Linked DNA regions of Salmo salar: region 2 is linked to region 1. Evidence: chromatin contacts called from public Hi-C data. All regions are on one chromosome and are shown on one strand. The core of a region is the stretch at or near the end of the contact, and the rest is flanking DNA. Distances in the headings are between cores, read along the strand shown.

The links. Hi-C and Micro-C count contacts between places; a contact is called where the count stands out from the background.
Region 2: a Hi-C map of gill shows a contact between it and region 1, with 2.9 times the contacts expected there. The contact joins the promoter of ppp1cab here to the promoter of pelo in region 1. A contact is called at or near these places in 2 of 3 Hi-C or Micro-C datasets (gill and muscle).

What each region holds. Positions count from the first base shown.
Region 1 is chrssa19:64,313,187-64,319,366 of Ssal_v3.1, reverse strand. pelo (pelota mRNA surveillance and ribosome rescue factor) reads left to right here and starts at 2,701. Exons shown (of 13, transcript XM_014158567.1): 1 at 2,701-2,930. The coding sequence starts at 2,890. It also overlaps LOC123729070.
Region 2 is chrssa19:64,496,287-64,502,989 of Ssal_v3.1, reverse strand. It overlaps ppp1cab (protein phosphatase 1, catalytic subunit, alpha isozyme b), which reads left to right and starts at 3,650. Exons shown (of 7, transcript NM_001141712.1): 1 at 3,650-4,003; 2 at 6,223-6,354. The coding sequence starts at 3,949.

The sequences.
Region 1 (6,180 bases), core at 1,452-3,951:
AGAGTCCAGGAGTCATAGGTCACCAGGTCAATGGGGTCACTGTCCTTCAGGGGGCAGAGCAGGCATATTCATGTAAAATCGTGTGATGGAAATGGACCAAAAGAAATGGTGTGCAATGTGTAGGCCCACTGAGTGTACATTCTGAACCTTGTTTGAAGTCATTAGGTCACATGACCAAAGAGCTATTGAAATTCGAATGTAAAAAAAGTTTGTACTTTTACGCTCCCTAACTAATTAAACTAGGAATACAAAATGCTGCTTACATTTCCACATTTATTAGCTTTGCAAAGTGAATTATTGTCCAAATCGTGAAAATAAGACCTGTGCAATGTTGTGCGCAATATTTCCAACATCATGACACTTATTTGGAGTCTGTGGCTCAAGTGGTTTGAAAGCTATTGAGGTTTGAAAGCGCGAATATCCAACCTGAAACTGTCTTCATCTCGGCGTCAACATGACATTGCCGGGGATTTATATTGGAGAAGCATTTTGCCTAGCTTTATACTGTACTGTCTTTGGGTACATATAAACTGTGTGGTTAAACTGCAGTAACGAAGCAAAAGTGTTTAAACCGAGCAGTTGAAACCGTGTTTCTATACCGGAAGCCTTGCCCCTTTATGACGTAATGTACAGGCCACCACCGATGTGAAACAGGCAAGAATAACTAAACACTTCCGGGTCACGAATGCGCACCAGCACTGACGTTTGTGTTTGAGCCCAGCGCAATCCTTCAGAATAAGAGTCCCGTCCTGTATCCTTATTAAATGAATAAGTAGGGCGGAAATTATGAAAAAATTGCACAATTAGCGATATAGTTTACACTAGATACTATACAAAGAATATTTAAAAGTATTTCTATAATAAATATTTGTATTTATTTTAAGCTTAAATGGTTAACAAGGTTGTTTGTGCACTCCTATCATTTATAACAGCTGTACGTTATTGCCTATACATTGTGTTGCAGTAATAGGGGTTCCCATTCTACTTAGGAGCACATTTACTATCCAAATCCACATAGTTTACACACCGAGGAGCGTCATCTTTCACACTCAACAGCGTGAAACCTGCGGTTGCAGATGGTGAGGTTGCCGTAGCAGGCGGTGATACAGCCCGACAGGCCTGTAAAAGTTTGTGAAGGTCTTAGGGGCCAAGCCGAATTTCTTCAGCAGCCTGAGTTTGAAGAGGAGCTGTTGCGCTTTCTTCACCATACTGTCTGTGTGGATGGACCATTTCAGATTGTCAGTGATGTGTACGCCAAGGTACTTGAAGCTTTTCACCTTCTCCACTGCAGCCCCATCGATGTAGATGTGGGCGTGCTCCCTCTGCTGTCTCCTGAAGTCCACAATCAGCTCCTTCGGTTTGTTCACATTGAAGGAGAGGTTATTTTCCTGACACCACTATGCCAGGGCCCTCACCTGTACGCTGTCTCGTCGTTGTTGGTAATCAGGCCTACCACTGTTGTGTCGTTTGCAAACTTGATGATTGAGTTGGAGGCGTGCGTGGGTAAACAGGGAGTGCAGGAGGGAGCTGAGCACGCACCCTTGTGGGGCCCCTGTGTTGAGGATCAGCGTAGTGGAGGTGTTGATGCCTACCTTCACCACCTGTAGGCAGCCCGTCAGAAAGTCCAGGACCCAGTTGCACAGGGCAGGGTTCAGACCCAGGGCCCCAAGCTTGATGATGAGCTTAGAGGGTACTATGGTGTTTATGTTCGTGTTGTGGAGTAACTACAATGTTGTTGATCCATCCGCAGTTATCTCATATAACAGCTATTAAACCCTATAACTGTTTTAAAATCACCATTGGCCTCATGGTGAAATCCCTGAGTGGTTTCCTTCCTCTCTGGCAACTGAGTTAGGAAGGGCCTCTTTGTAGTGACTGGGTGAATTGATACATCATCCAAAGTGTAATGAATAACTGCACCATGCTCAAAGGGATTATTTAATGTCTGTTGTTTTTTACTCATCTACCAATGGTCTTTGTAATTGAATCTGTGCTTGATATTCTCTGCTCGACTGAGGACCTTACAGATAATTGTATGTGTGTAGTCGTTCAAAAATCATGTTAAACACTATTATTGCACAAAGAGTGAGTCCAGGCAACTTATTATGTGACTTGTTAAGCACATGTTTACTCCTGAACATATTTAGGCTTGCCATAACAGAAGGGTTGAATACTTATTGACTCAAGACATTTCAGCTTTTCATTTTTAATAAAACAATTTAAATGTCTATAAACATAATTCCACTTTGACATTATGGGGTATTGTGTTTAGATCAGTGACACAAAACCTAAATTTAATCCATTTTAAATTCAAGCTGTGATATAACAAAATGTGGAAAAAGTCAAGGGTGTGAATACTTTCTGAAGGCACGGTAAATAGTGATCGAACACTGGTCACAATGTTTACATACTGTTTTACCCACTTCGTATGTATAGACTGTATTCTAGTCAAGGCTAGTCCTATATAACTACTTCTGTATGCACATTTTCTATTAATATACTGTCCATACTGTCTATACACACCATTGTATATACATATATATATTTATATTCCGGACTCTGCTCTTTCTGATGTCTTAGTTTTTTTAATTTATGTGTATCGTTTTGTATTGTTAGGTATTACTGCACGAATTTCGAAAGAACCAAAAAATCTACCGTCTTCACTGTGGGACTTTTATTTTGAACGGAAGTTTCCACCTTATTCTTGCGAGGTATAACTTATTCTTGCTGGCGGAACGGAGGTCAGGCCACCAACCCTAATCTCTTGAGTGGTTCATTCTAAAGAAATAGACTCTTGAGAGGGAGTAAATATGACACTAGCTAAATGTAATAATAGCGCCTTCATATGCTAACAAATAGTACTGTTGTTTATAACAAAGCTATTACACCATGAAGTTGCTTCATAAAGATATCGAAAAAGACAATGCCGGGTAAGTAAGCGTCAACAGGCTAGCTAGCTGGCAAGCTAACGTACAATAACGCTAGCGCAAGTCTGTCGCCTTATTTTGTTGCTAGCTAGCACAAGTGTCCGACGTAGCAGTACATACATCTGGTGCAGTGCAACTATTCACAGTCACCACCAGTGTATTGTATGCATCTCGATACATCATTAAACAAGAACAATGTTGTATCCATGTGTTGTTGAATTTGACATGGAAATGGCCGTCCTGGTTTATCAGCTGCTGAGCACAAAATATGGGCAGTTGTCCATACTCATAGTCATGCATACTAGCTAGCTTAGCTAGAATATCATCATAGGAATACCATTGCATTATAATATTGTTGTGCTGAGTGCCCTATACCAGGGGTTTTCAAACTTTTGTTGTTAAGGGACCCCCGCGCAGGCAAACCGGCGAATTAGGCTGGACACTTTTTTTCTGATAACTAGTTCATTGCATCGGTTGTGGAGCCCAGTATCATAATATTACTGTATGTCCCAGCTGCTTGCCGTAGTTTTGAAGTAATCACGAAAAAACTGGCTTTATTAGTTATATTGAGCAACGTGGCACTAAGTCGCCTTCTGAACGTTCTATTCCCAGTTTATTGTTCTATGTTACAATGCCTGCTTCGCTATCGATGGCAACGAGACCTGCCCACGTTGCTGGTAGTTAGAATGGAAACAACAACCAAAAAATACTCATGGAACTCTGAGGTCGTCCCATTGTTTACTATAGGGAAATATAGGCATGTCTGTCTATTTTGCCAAATATCTCGCAATGTTTATATTTTGATTTTTTTTCTCAAATTGGAAACTTTTAAACAGGATAATCTCCTCTTTCTAATTGTGTAAGGCTTCCCCCCATTGTTCCCCCCATTGTTTTCCTATGGAGAGGCATACTGGTATATTTTGCCATCTCGCAAGGTGTATATTTATATTCTTTTCAAGTCGGACACCATTGTTAATCAAGATAATCTTCTCTTTCTAATTACACAAGGTTGGGCAGCGTACTCTCCTGTCATCGGTCGCTGGACCAGAAATAGTCAAAAGTTGCCATTTCCCCCCTACATGTTATGCAGACATAAGCACACTTGGCACCATCGATGTGCGGATGTTTACTTTCTACACGAGTAGTTATTTTTAAGTTTCGTCCTAAGAACATATTGTAGTGGTAAAATAAGAAAGGATACATTTTTTGGTGCCATTTAGGCATCTCTCCAGTCAAAACAGGCTCTGTGAACGTTAGATTCCATTCATTAGCTATGGGCTCACGCTAGTGTTCCATCTTAGCCAACGTTCTTTTGCCATTTTTCAGCCTTGGGTGAATTTTAACACGTTCTATTGTCCAGACGACCCATATGTTAGCAAAAATATATACAATCCCGTCATGTTTTATTATAAGGTGAATGTCAAGTAGAAGTAATCAACATTTTCAAATAAATAGATTTGGTAGACAGTTTATTTTTATCTTGTGGTTGATCAGTGTAATCTGCAGTACTGAATAAGTGTGCTGTTGTCCATGACCCCACAGAGAATGATACTGGTGCTCACCGACAGGACCTAACAAGTTATTGGGATCCCTGTGCGATGGTTCCATACAAACTATGTTTTCAGATTTGTATTTATTTTAGCTAAATAATCTCTCTCACAAAACACATCGTTTCCCACGGGGGACCAGTACGAAAAGAAAAAAAAATAATGTATGAAATGTATGCATTCATTACTGTAAGTCGCTCTGGATAAGAGCGTCTGCTAAATGACTGGGCCACAGTTCATTGTAAGGGGAAGTGTAAACTCTTACATAGTCTTTTAACCAGAAATGTAAAGGTTTCTTGGCATACAGAAAATGTTACTGTTGGAAATCACATTTTCTGCAGTACACATTTTGAAGTTTTGAAACTAATTTACTTGAATTCTGTGCATTTTGCCATGGCTAATGCTGTGTTCCTCTGCGCAAACATTACAAAATCAATGAGCATGTGCCTTGAATGCCTGGTTTTTGGAATTTTCAATTCTCCTTGACATTTACATTTAACCTCTCTTGGGGAGGTGGGACGCTACCCACCCACGGTTCACACTATTCAACAGCCAGTGAAAAATCTGAGCGCCAAATTCAAAACCACAAAATGTCATAATTCAAAGTTCTCGAACATAAGACTATTTTAAACCATTTTAAAGATACACGTCTCCGTAATGTAACCACATTGTCCGATTTCAAAAAGGCGGTACGGCGAAAGCATAAAGTTAGATTATGTTAGGACAGTTCCAACACAAGAAAAACCACACAGCCATTTTCCTAGCAAGGACAGGTGTCACGAAAACCAGCTAAAATTATGCACTAACCTTTGACGATCTTCATCAGATGACACTCCTAGGACATCATGTTACACAATACATGCATTTTTTGTTCGATCAAGTTGATATTTATATCCAAAAACAGCATTTTACATTGGCGCGTGATGTTCAGAAAATATTTTGCCTCCAATACTGCCGGTGAATCAGCACTACAATTTACAAAAATACTCATCATAAACGTTGATAAAATATTAAACTGTTATTCAAAGAATTATAGATGAACATCTCCTTTATGCAACCGCTGTGACAGATTTAAAAAAAGCTTCACGGAGAAGTACTGCGCTCAGAAAAAGACATCAAGCAATACAGATACCCGCCATTTTGGAGTCATCTAAAATCATAAATAGCATTAGAAATATTCACTTACCTTTGATGATCTTCATCAGAAGGCACTTCCAGAAATCCCAGGTCCACAATAAATGTTGTTTTGTTCGATAAAGTCCATAATTTATGTCCAAATACCTCCTTGTTGTTTGCGCGTTCAGTAAGCTACTCCAAGTGTAGGAAGCACGGCCAAAAGTTTGAACTCTTTGGCTTGATTACCAAGTTTCACATCTGGAGGAAACCAAGCATCGCTCTTCTTGGCCAATACCATCCCTACTGTGAAGCATGTTGGTGGCAGTATCATGCTGTGGGGATGTTTTTCAGCAGCAGGGACTGGGAGTCTAGTCAGGATTGAGGGAAAGATGAACTGAGCAAAGTACAGAGAGATCCTAGATGAAAACCTGCTCCAGTGCAGGAGTGGCTTTGGGACAAGTCTCTGAATGTCCTTGAGTGGCCCAGTCAGAGCCCGAACCTGAACCCGATCAAACATCTCTGGAGAGACCTACAATAGCTGTGCACCGACTCTCCCCATCCAACCTGACAGAGCTTAAGAGGACCTGGAG
Region 2 (6,703 bases), core at 2,401-4,900, 180 kb before region 1:
GGTGAAGGAGACGCTGGGGAGGCTCGGGCGAGTAGCTGTGGGGGGGGGGGGAGCTGTTGGCCGGGGTTGGAGTAGCCAGGAGGAAGGCATGGCCAGCTGTAGAGAAATGCTTATTGAAATGTTCGATTATCATGGATTTATCGGTGGTGACCGTGTTACCTAGCCTCAGTGCAGTTGGCAGCTGGGAGGAGGTGCTCTTGTTCTCCATGGACTTTACAGTGTCCCAAAACCTTTTGGAGTTAGAGTTACAGGATGCAAATTTCTGCTTGAAAAAGCTAGCCTTTGCTTTCCTGACTGACTGTGTGTATTGGTTCCTGTTCCCTGAATAGTTGCATATCACGGGGACTATTCGATGCCATTGCAGTCTGCCACAGGATGTTGTTTTGCTGGTCAAGGGCAGTCAGGTCTGGAGTGAACCAAGCAGAGATGGGTGGCTAACAAGAAAAAATAAAACAGACACTCTCTCACACAAGTATGTAAATCCCGTGTGGCTCAGTTGGTAGAGCATGGTGTTTGCAATGCCAGGGTTGTGGGTTCGCTTCCCACGGGGGACCAGTACGGGAAAAACATTTATGAAATGTATGCATTCACTACTGTAAGTCGCTCTGGATAAGAGCGTCTGCTAAATGACTAAAATGTCAATATATTGTAACTACTTGCTTTTATATGTATGCTCCATTTTATTTTAGGATTGGAGATATTTTGGCCTACAGATTGTGTTATCCATTTCCCACAACGAACATGTGCAGTTGTGCTTACTCACAGTTGGTGGAGAGGTCATGGTTAGGAGAGATGGTGGCTGACAAGGAAAAAGAAAATACAACATGCACACACACTCCCTTGGAGTTTGTCATCTGGAGCTGAAAAATAGAGAGATGGGAAGGGAGGGGAGGAAGAGTGCAGTTTAAAGGTTTATCATCAATAACTGACACAATTCTATAATGAATACATATTAGAATAATAATACATAGTGACAAATAGTTACTGATTTGTGATTGTTTAGCGTTTTATTTACTTCACAGTTAGTGCCCCAAGGAGGGATCGAACTGTGTCTCAAAAGCAGCAGAAAAGGACAAATAAGGTCAAATAACTTTACAAACATTGGTTGTGGTGGAAAAATAAATATAGCCAGTTACAACTGTTATGGCTTAACAGATCACAAAAAAAGATACATTTTTACCTGGCTAAAAGAGAAAGAATATCATATATTTTTCATAGGCAAAGAAACTCAAAAGGGGTGATTATATTAATTAACAACAATTTTGATACGATTGTGCAAACTGTGCTAAAGAAAATGGATCCTTTTAAATATATTATTGGACCAAAAACATATCTGGGTAATTAACCGGTATGGGCCAAATAATAATGACTTCTTCGAAAATATTGGAAAGTATTCAGACCCCTTCCCTTTTTCCCACATTGTGTTACGTTGCAGCCTTATTCTAAAATGTATTTAAAAAATATATATTATCATCAATCTACACACAACACCTCATAATGACAAAGTGAAAACAGGTTTTTACCTTTTTTCTCTAATGTATAAAATATTAAAAACAGAAATACCTTATTTATATACGTTTTCAGACTCTTTGCTATGAGACTCGAAATTGAGCTTACGTGCATCCTGTTTCCATTGATCATCATTGAGATGTTTCTACAACTTGATTGGAGTTCACCTGTGGTAAATTCAATTGATTGGACATGATTTGGAAAGGCACACACCTGTCAATATAAGGTCCCACAGCTGACAGTGCACGTCAGAGCAAAAACCAAGCCATGAGGTTGAAGGAATTGTTTGTCGAGCTCCAAGATAGGATTGTGTCAAGTCACAGATCTGGGGAAGGGTACCAAAACATTTCTGCAGCATTGAAGGTCCCCAAGAACACAGTGGCCTCCATCATTCTTAAATGGAAGATGTTTGGAACTACCAAGACTTCCTACAGCTGGCCACCTGGCCAAACTGAGCAATCGGGGGAAAAGGGCCTTGGTCAGGGAGGTGACAAAGAACCTGATGGTCACTCTGTCAGAGCTCTAGAGTACCTCTGTGGAGATGGGAGAACCTTCCAGAAGGACAACCATCTCTGCAGCATTCCACCAATCAGGCCTTTATGGTAGAGTGGCCAGATGGAAGCCATTCCTCAGTAAAAGGCACATGACAGCCCGCTTGGAGTTTGCCAAAAGGCACCTCAAGTCTCTCAAACCATGAGAAACAAGATTCTCAGGTCTGATGAAACCAAGATTGAACTCTTTGGCATTAATGCCAAGAGTCACGTCTGGAGGAAACCTGGCACCATCCCTACGGTGAAGCATGGTGGTGGCAGCATCATGCTGTGGGGAAGTTTTCAGAGGCAAGGACTGGGAGACTAGTGAGGATCGAGGCAAAGATGAACAGAGCAATGTACAGAGAGATCCTTGATGAAAACCTGCTCCAGAGCGCTCAGGACCTCAGACTGGGGCGAAGGTTCACGTTCCAACAGGACAAGGACCCTAAGCACACAGCCAAGACAATGCAGGAGTGGCTTCGGGACAAGTCTCTGAATGTCCTTGAGTGGCCCAGCCAGAGCCTGGACTTGAACCTGATCGAACATCTCTGGAGAGACCTGAAAATAGCTGTGCAGCAACACTCACCATCCAACCTGACAGAGCTTTAGAGGATTTGCAGAGAATGGGATAAACTCCCCTAATACAGGTGTGCCAAGCTTGAGGAAGAATCAATGCTGTAATCACTGCCAAAATTGCTTCAACAAAGTACTGAGTAAAGGGTCTGACTACTTTTTTTTTTTTTTTTTTTATTCTCAAACTGTTTTTGCTTTGTCTTAATGGGGTATTGTGTGTAGATTGACGATGGGGGAAAACGATTTAATAAATTTTAGAATAAGGTTGTAACGTAACAAAATGTGGAATAAGTCAATGGATCTGAATACTTTTCCCGAAGCCACTGTATATGTAGCAGAAAAGCTAAAAACTAAAAAAAGATGTGTCCTCTGAAGAGGGGGGATGGGTTATATTTTGGGTTAATATATTTTGTACTACCAAGAAATGTATTGAACTATATGAATCATGCATTGAACTGCATCCATCTATTATGCCAACAATGCCTTACTGTATGTCATGGAATTTTGAGTCAAATAGTACCTATTTTTAAAACCTTTTATGAAGTAGCTTTTGTGGCATGAACTGGGAATTTAATATTTTTGACTGACATTATGATTGTGTTTGTTTAATATCTGCAGAGTAGTTAAAACAGTCAGTTCCACTTTAAGGGCCCTGAGTATAATGGACACCCCTTGTACTGCGACACACTGTACAGGAAATTGTGTATGGTTCAATGTTCGTACAATTTGAAAAATGGAATGGATTTAAACTGATTGCCCACTATTTAAGTGCATCAAAATTAGCAGCAACGCTGGTGTTAACTCTGGATTTGGAAACTAGAAGTGCTCATTGCTGCAACAATGTACAGTAAATTGTGTACAGACAAAACATTGTTGATCTAATTCTTTGTATCATAACCTGTACATAACAGAACGCTATTTGTGCACATTTTCCACAATTGTCGCTCTAATTATTCATTTACAACACGCTCAGGACTGGGCTCCTATTCTGAAGCGTTCAAAAAAATCGTGACCCGGAAGTACTTAGTTATTCTTGCCTGCTTCTCAGCGGTCCTTTTGTTGAGGGCTGGGTGCTATCCAGTTGAAGGTGAAACATATTGAAATATAACTCGGTGAAATCTAAACCGGTATGAAAACTCGATAATTAACGCCTTTTGTTGAAATATTCTTCGGGGAAATCCATAAACATTTCCCCCCCAACTTCAACTATTGAGGCATTATCTGGCGCAAGGTTAGCGGGCTAACGTTAGCTGATTAAACTAGCTCACCTAGTTAACAAGCCTGCTACATTTTTTTTGATTATTCGAAACGGAAAACTTATCACAGGAATATTATGGCAGAAGCCGATAAATTAAACATCGACTCCATCATACAGCGACTTCTGGAAGGTAAGAACATCTCTTCCCCCCCCCACATTTTTTTTGTGGTGAACTAGCAACTTCACAGGCCATCTAGCATCAACGACTAAAGCTCACCATATGCTTCCCAGTCGAAACCGGTCGCGCATATATTATGACGACATTTTGTGACGTTTTTGTTATTTTTGGTGTTCGGCGATTTTTTTATTTTCTTTTTCGTCTGTTCGAGCAAATAACTTATACTGTAACGACCCTTGGTTTATAAGCGCGGATATCGACTGCCGCTTGAGCATGCTTTTGAGGCACAGTCGATAGCGCGCTGGACTTCGGGCTAGAAGATCGAGGGTTCGAGGCCTGCTCCCTGCCTGTTTCATTACAATAGAAGCCTGACGGGGCGCTGTTTTGAAGTTACCACGTCCCACCGTTGTAAAAAATATTTGGGAAGATATAATAATGCTTTTATTAATGTCTACTTTTGTTTTTACCACATTTATTATATTCCAGACACCTTAATGCATACTTACAAATGTTATTATGTAAGATAAAAATACAAAAAAAATCTACATTTTCCTCAGTATTTTTTTTGTAGTTCAACTGTTCTTGGAATTTTCAAAAACACTTTAACACATGTAATTTTGTCCTTTGACAAAACATTGAATTCAAATATTGTGTATTTATTCTGCTTCTTCTCGGGAGTGTCAATATGGCCGATCGGAGGCTTCTTGGCCTCTCATTGGCCTATACATAGCATATGCACTCCAGGGTTTATATACATTATGTTAGCTTCACATAGTTGAGTTGTGGTAAGAGCAAACCGAACCTAGTATGCAGACACCTTTATCTGGCTAGCTGGATAGGTAGTTGGCTAGCCCTCGATCATGACTCTCAGTTCCGTTACATTACGTATAATTCATTGGACGAAGGTGTCTTCTTTACAGGGGGGTTTGTTATGAGTCTCGATGCTCAGTCTGAACATTAAGACGCATCTCTTGCGGTACGGTTTTGGAAGCATAAGGACCATATATTTCATATCAGCAATAATTTTCAGAAAACAAAAGGTTAAATTGATATACGCCTTTTTATAGGTTAGCGTTATTGTTCCCACACGGCCATATCTTCATGTTAAGTGCTTGTTTACGAAAAACAGACTGAAGACAGACACGACCACCTGTGCTAAATAGCTATCTAGCTTGCTCCAAACACCTGTGTGTAATCTTAACTTGGGATGTGTAGCGGATGTGTCGTCTAGTCGAATGGAGGCACCTATAGCTGTATGGATCTGGGAAAAACTGCTACAGTAATTGTCTTTTATTTGAAGGATTCTTTCTCACTGATGAAAGATAAGGGCCATATGTTTCGAAAGCCGGATAGCAAACAAATAAAAAAATTTTTTTTTGGTAAATATTTTTTTTTTAAATTCATACAATACAAAACATACAACTGACAACCTACAGACCTACAGTTCTCACCCCTATCTCCAGTGCCTGCACTACTCTCCACCACAAATTGCACCATTTTGGTCTTCTCCGTCACCCACGCTCTTTCAATAATTAGATAATGAATCATATTTTTCCATTGTCTTAACAGTGGAGGATTGATTGATTTCCAGTTTAAGTATACGTTTTTTCAGTATAACTGACGAGAAGAGAATTGTCCAACACATCAGGTACCTTACTGCACCCTCATGACATGTCTTCAAATATGCAGACAGCCGGATTAAAAGTAAATTTACATTGTAATACTTCTGACAGCCAAATTTCTAACTACGCCCATACCTTTTGGACTTCATAGCATTCCCAGAAGGCATGGATTATTGAGTCATTGTTAGTTTTACACTTAAGACATGGCTCTGTCGTTGTGCTATATAATTTGTGAATTTTGTGTCTTGTATAATACATTCTATACATTTGTACTGGATTAAGCCTACATTTTTGTTAACTGTAGTTTTATTAGTTATGTTCCAAAATTCCCCCATCTTGTGCCAATATCAGTTATTTTTAAGTCTTTTATTCCTTTTTTCTAAGAAATTGTCAGTTGGATAGGCTCTCTGCAAGGTTTTGTATATCTTACCTATCATATGAATATCCTCTTCTGACTCAAATAGGATTCCCTCAAGATTTTGTCGAGTTGCTTTGATATTCGCTGCTGCTGAAAAGTCAGTTGAAAACAGCTACACAGTTATCTCGCTCCACATGAGACACAGTGTTGTGTATGAACAAGTGTTCACTTTGTCCTTGTCTCCTGTCCAGTGAAGGGCTCCCGACCTGGCAAAAATGTGCAGCTGACGGAGAACGAGATTCGTGGCCTCTGCCTCAAGTCCCGGGAGATCTTCCTCAGCCAGCCAATACTGCTCGAACTCGAGGCACCACTCAAGATTTGTGGTGAGGCCAAGTTGTCATTTCTGGGGTTGGGAAATGGGTGCCTCAAATGTGGTTCATCAAAGTAGTAGAACTTTATTAATTCCAAGAAGGGAAATTGATGAATCATCATCACCATTAACATCAGCAATACAAAGTGTAAAGACAGGAGATGGCTCAGGAACAGAAGACATGCTCTTTAGCAATAAGGGAAGCAAGTGTAGAAAAGTAAAGTGCTACCAGTGCTATGTAGGAAAACTATTCTCTATCTGTTTACCAACACTTGACAGAAGGGATCATTACAATGAATACTGAAAAAAATAATACTAGTCCTACTAGCTAGCGTAACTGAAGTATTTTGTTGTGGATGATG